Linked DNA regions of Cricetulus griseus: region 1 is linked to region 2. A link is a contact called in public Hi-C data. All regions are on one chromosome and are shown on one strand. The core of a region is the stretch at or near the end of the contact, and the rest is flanking DNA. Distances in the headings are between cores, read along the strand shown. Region 1 has its middle 45 kb from the start of Ccdc80. Region 2 holds the start of Ccdc80 (coiled-coil domain-containing protein 80).

Region 1 (2,989 bases), core at 148-2,647, 45 kb before region 2:
TGGGGAACACTCAGTTATCCCAGTTTCATACTCACTCTGCATGCATTCAGTATTCTCATAGGTCATTGCAACATTTTGAATGCTTCTGGTTCTTGGCTAGCAAATTTCTCCACCTGGGACCAAGGCATCTAACAGTGCATAGCATTAATGGTTTACTTTAGGAGGCCTGTGTATAGTGAGTCAGCTGTGAAAAAGGTTGTTATAATGGTGTATTTCTGTCTCCAACAGTGTATAGAATACCCTGCAAATTTCTACTAGATTTTCTGAAGTTTTTAGTTTGATTTTGGGGTGGGAGTAGGGGAGTGTCCATACCTCTTAGATTCTACATTGCTAATGCCATCTTTTTGTTGTTTGTTTGTTTGTTTGATTGATTGTTTTTCAAGATAGGGTTTTTCTGTATAACAGTCCTGGCTGTCCTGGAACCCACTCTGTAGACCAAGCTGGCCTCAAACTCACAGAGATCTGCCTGCCTCTGCCCCCTGAGTGCTGGGATTAAAGGCGTGCACCACCACCTGGCTTATGTCATCTTCTTAGACCTCCTTTTCCTCCTGAACACATCACTGAATTGTATTTCCCAGCTCCTTTGCAGTAAAGTGTGACTATTTCATTGAGTTCTGGCCATAAAGTTGAGTCAGTTATCTGATCACTTTTTACACTAGACTCTATGACCCTTGAAAGTTTTTATTTCAACTAATGTTCTTAAATTCAGGGCAGTTTTGGTATCTCCCCCCTTCCCTTTCTCAGAAAAATATGACTGTCACAACCGAAAGAGGGCTACTGGCATCTAGTGAGTAGAGACCAGTATTACTGCTAAATATCTCATAATCAAAATTTAGAATTCTCCAGCCCAAAATATAAATATTAGTCAAATTTTCTCCATAGGAATAGCGCTCCCATCAGATATGTACAGATAAGATGCATGTCAGAGGGAAGTTAAAGGGGATTGGCTCACTTAGTTCTAGACTGAGAAGTCTCACAAATGCTAGGTGTTTCTTGGGAACTCAGAAATCCTGGGCATGATTTGGCCCAGTTCTGAAGACCTGAAAACCAGAAGAGATGCTGAGACACTGAGAGTGAGGAAGGGGGTCATGCAGCAGAAGATAGGTGACCCAACTCAAGGAGGGAAGGGGAAGAGAGAGGAAAAGAAGAGAGGTAGGAGGTGGAGGAGATAATGAATTTGCATCTCTACCAAGTTGCTCTATTTGGACCCTCAGTTGTATTGGGCCCTATTGCGGTGATTGTATGAGGACCACCCACACTGAGGAGGGTGGATCTTCTTCACTAGGCCTACAAATTCAAGTGCTAATCTCTCCCAGGCACACCCTCACTGACATACCCAGAAACCCTGTTTCACCAGCCATTTGAGAATCCTTTATCCCAGTCAAGTTAACATACCAAATTAGTCACCACAAATTCTGAAGTTGAGAAATGCTGCTTCAAACCCTTGCTCTGTCTGCTGCCTAGATACAAAATGTCCACAAGAGAATTTGGAGAACCTCCAAGTTGGCTGAGGCACTGGGTTGAAGGTTCCTGGAGCTCTTAAGATCCACACAGTGGTTTTTTACTCAACATCTGCTAGCCTCCGTCTTTAAAAAAAGAGATATTTTTCTCTGTGTTAAATCATTGAAATTTGAGAGCTATTTGCAAAACTATTAAGAAATTAACATTGACAAACAGAAACTCAGTTCTTGGGTAAACTGGTTTATCTATCTTAATTTCCCAATCTACTAATGAAAACAATGATATACCTCATAGGGATCTATGAGGATTTAGTGAATTTGCATTTATGTAACACTTAGAACAGCACTGATCTAACTAGTTATTTAGCCACAATGGCTCTTCATTCTGTCATACATGTTTTACAGTAAACCAACCACCACATGAAGAATATTGAGTTCTGTGTTACAGAGACCAGCTCAATGGATTCCTGTGAAGTACTGTTACTGCCATTGTCTTTATTAAGAAACTGATTCCTGGCTAAATCTTCTCAACTAGTTCAGTGTAAGACAGAGATTTGAGTACATTTTAACTCGAAACCAAATGCCTTTTTCTATCATTCCATTACACTTGGGAGTCAGAAAACTCTGTGTTTCAGTACTACATAGTGAGTTCCAGGACAATCAGGGCTATGTAGAGAGACCTTGTCTCAGAAAAACAAACAAACAAAGAAAGAAAAGAATAATGGTTTGTGGGGCTTCCATTTTCAAAAGCAATACACCCAATAGCGTCAGAGTTCTAACAACAGTGGGAGATTGAAAGCAAAGACTTATATAGGTTACAAGACGTTTCTTGATTGTTCCACTGAACAGAGCTTTCTGTATTCATAGAATATGGATTGTGTCTATACTGACTAGCACACTAGTTAGGACAAATGTCAGAGATGGCCACACCATCTTGTAAAGTTCCTCCTCTTTAATAAAACCTCAAATTTCCAGAATCTAAATGACTGGTTTTTCTCCATTCTTGCCTTCCCTGCCCTATTGGTCCACCCCTCGCCTCAGTAATAGCCAGTCATAAGAGATCGATGGATCGCCGAACATTCTTTATCTTACCACTCACAGGATACCCCTAGCAATGACTGTTTGTGACCAAAAAAGAAAAGAAATGAAACATTTCAATTTCCTTCACACCAGCCTCTTTCTTCCCTGTTTCTCCATCATGCAAACTGACATTGGGCTGATTCTCAAACCAGAGCCTCCTTCTCCCTAATAAAAATCTGTATTGTCATCCAGTTGTTCTTTTTCCTTGTCTGTATTTCCTTCTTGTCTACCTTATGACATGCAGCTATCGAGGACTTAAAATACGGCTATTTCAATGGGACTGAAGTTTATATTTTATTTCTAGTGTATTTAAACAGCCGCATATTGGTATTGCAGTGAAGAGTGTGGTTCTATAACATGAATGCCATCAGACTGGGCAGGTATTTTGATTTGTTTTTGTGTCCTATGTGCTTTGAAATATTCCCAAGACATAGTAGCTGCTCAATTGA
Region 2 (3,265 bases), core at 736-3,235:
CTAGGTCTATGTGAAGAGGCCCTGTCTGAAACAAAACAAAACAATCCCCCAAATTAATTCATATATTCTTTTACCTTGGGCTGAGTACACGTCAACTTGGCTCCAGTCTTTCCTCTAGATCTGCCTCATCCCCATACTAAATAATTTCTTGCTTAGGTTGCTGAAAAATGGACTGGTCTAAATGAGGAACTCTTTAAAACATAGAAATTCAGATTCTTGCAAGCCACAAATCATTGTAAGTCTATAAAGGGTGGATGTGAACTTATTCCTTAAATTGCTCCTGCTCATGTGTTTAGTGCGCCATCTGCTGGACCACTGTTACAGAAGACTGAGAGCCCGAGATTCTAGGAAGAGAAAAGGTGGCTCAGGCTGAGGTGGCTTCCTCTCTGGGCACCACCAGCTCGATGATGTAATTATATCTCAGTTTCTCTCCCTCACAGGGTGGGCACTGGTTTCCAATGTTGGTCACATGGTTGGGGAGTTAGAGGAATAGATTCGAATTCAGGGGAAAGAATGAGATTTTAAAGAACCTACTGAGAAAGGCAACAGGTAAGCTGCACACTTACTTCACAAAGCAGAACTCTAAAAGGATAAGTGTTCCAGTTGAATAAATGAAGGAGACTCTTTTATGAAAATGGGAAGCAAGAATTGAGAGTATATGTTAAAAAGGAAAAATGTGGGCAGAAAATAAAAGATGAAGGCAGGACACCACCCGCCATAACACCAGGTCTAAACTTCAAGAGATTTATTGAAACATGCCTCTGTCCAGCTATAAAGTGGGGGTTCATCCTATTACCTCCCAGGTATGTTAACCAACAGAATATATGAAAGCACCAAAAATCGTGAAAATGCCCAGTAAACCAGTAGCTGTTGTCTGTAGGGGAAAAGAGAAGAAAACAGCAATAACAAATAAGAGAAGTGCAAAGACTCGAGGAGGGTAGTGTGGAACACATAAGAAAATAATGAAAACAACACCTAGACTATTACAGGGCACGAAGCATTGATCCACTTTACAGTTTGAACTGAAATCAGATCTGACTTTTATGTACTCACAGTGGTACCCATAGGACAGGACCCCTTCCTGCTTGGTACCCTATGCACTCTGACAATGAGGTAAGAGTTGCTACATCCAAAGACCCCTCTACAGGAATTTCCTCAACTCTCTGCTAAGAGCTTCGTATGCAGGGAAAGCACATGTAACTGGGACAGATGGAGCTGACTGAAGGATGCAACTAGGGATGAGGATTTTACCCATTGAGAGAAGCTTTGGTGGATGCTGGGATGCCACTGTTGGTGGCAGTTGCAACAGCAACTAATGCTGATAACCAGTGAGTCTGTCCAGCCCCTTCACCTTACTTTTTTGTACATGGTCTCTCACTGAACCTGGACCTTGTTGATTCAGCTAGACTGGCTAGCCAGTGAGCTTCAGGGATCCAAGTGTCCCTGCTCCTTCTCCCCAGTGGTGGGGTTACAGCCTTGGTGCTCGGTTTTTATGTCGGTGCCAGGAATTTGGATTCAGGCCCTCATGCTTAAGCAGCAAAGACTTTACTAACTGAGCCAACTTCCCAGTCCCTCACATAACTACTTCTTGGGACTGTAAAAGATTTTAGATTCCTAGAGCATCTGGAGAGCTGAATATTGTAACACACACACACACACACACACACACACACACACACACACACACACTGTTCACCATTGCGACAGAAGCTGGGAGCCAGAATGCCCATTCCCTGATGTAATGTCCAACTGCAGTCCCAGGAGACAACAGCTTTTGCCTGCATTGCTAACCTTTTACCGGCTTCCACCCATCCCAAGGAGAAATAAGGACCAAGAACACAGTAACATGAGCCCCAATTAGCATAACATAAAAACAACTTAGTCATGTTTTCCACGGGCTTTTCCAACCCCAAACTCAAAGCATACAGCAGGCAGAAAGAGATAAAAATACACTCGTGGAATTATAAATAGATGCATGCCGTCTGGATATGCATGGCCAAGTTCTGTGGCCCAAAGGAGCAGCTGTCTCCAGGAAAACCAGCCAGGTGGAGAAACCTGAGGATTTCCCCCTTTCAAAGCACAGAATGAGAATCCACAGGAAGGGAAACTGCCCTGATGGTTTGGTATGGAAGGGGTTAAGTCCTCAGTCATCCTATTCTGGAGCGATTTACGATGATGTGTAGAGTTTCAAAACTTTTCCCAGCCCAGGCACAGCCCTCTCCCTTCTCACCAGGTTCACTGACTCTCCAAGTACCCAAATGAGAAGGAGGCGTGTTTTGCTGATCTGTTAAATTCTTAGTGAAGTTTTCTTGATTTCCAGTGGCTGCTGTTGTTTTGAGTTTGGTTTGGAGCAAACCTGAGGTAGTCCTGACATTTCTGGAATGGAATCCAGATGAGGAAGAAGAAATAAAAGGAGAAGGCAAAAGAGAGGAGAAAAAGGTGGGGGGAAATAAAGGGAGGAGAGACGGAAGGAAAGGGGGGAACTGTCCCCCTTTTCACATTCACATTCCTCTGTTTTCCCTCAGCCTGGAAAACATATTAATGCCAGTGCTTTTACGCTCGGAAACAAAGGGACTCAGCCAGACTGTGTGCGGAAAGGGTGATAAGAACGATCTTGGAACTCCACAGAAGGCAAGAGTGAGATTTAGAAATCACTAGGACTTCATCCACTTTAAGGAAAATCCTTCTGGCAGCAAAGGACCAGCTCACACAGACCCAGAAGAAACTGCAGACAAATGGAGATACGGCCAGTCCGAAGGACAGCAACTTCCACCTCATCTCACTGGACCAGAAGGTAAAAAAGACACAGTCCGAAAGAAAAGGAAATCAGCCCGGCTGGACAGGCTGAGCTTCCTGGGGCTGCTTTTTCAAACAGGAGCTGCAGCACACCCGTTGGTATTGCTCAGTCTCCAAAAGCAGACAGAGAGCTGGAAGGAAAGGATTTCATCTAGGAAAACGTCCTAGGGACCAAGCCTTTCCATTTCTTTTGAAAGCCTCTGAATCCCATCTCCATGAGCAACGATGTAAGTGTGCAGTCTTTGCTTTTTGCTGTTTGCTTCACTGTTGCTTGCTTGAAGAAATGAAGTGTGAATGTTGTCATAATTCCAATGCCTGGTTTACGTGGTCTCTGGTGCATCCAGAGCACAGCTGAGTCAGTGCAAGCATGCCTGCCACCCGTGAAGCAAGGTTGGATTTCCTGCTTAACGACTGACCCTGCTAAGCACTGACAATCACAGCAGCTTGAAAGCACGGGGTCTCATCCTGT

What was found. A called contact is a pair of places that touch in the nucleus more often than the background predicts.
Region 1: a Hi-C map of fibroblasts shows a contact between it and region 2, with 3 times the contacts expected there. The contact joins the enhancer-like site here to the promoter of Ccdc80 in region 2. A contact is called at or near these places in 4 of 8 Hi-C or Micro-C datasets (the CHK-Q cell line, the CHL-YN cell line, the CHO-K1 cell line and 1 more).

The regions. Positions count from the first base shown.
Region 1 is chr4:45,478,494-45,481,482 of CriGri-PICRH-1.0, reverse strand. No RefSeq gene overlaps it. Among named protein-coding and RNA genes, the nearest start is that of Ccdc80, 45 kb to the right of the region's middle. Within about 2 kb of position 1,397, at least 1 of the 6 cell types and tissues checked has open chromatin away from gene starts, as enhancers often do. A contact at or near this core is called in fibroblasts, where this site is marked.
Region 2 is chr4:45,433,517-45,436,781 of CriGri-PICRH-1.0, reverse strand. It overlaps Ccdc80 (coiled-coil domain-containing protein 80), which reads left to right and starts at 1,985. Exons shown (of 10, transcript XM_035444532.1): 1 at 1,985-2,123; 2 at 2,321-2,439; 3 at 2,526-3,023.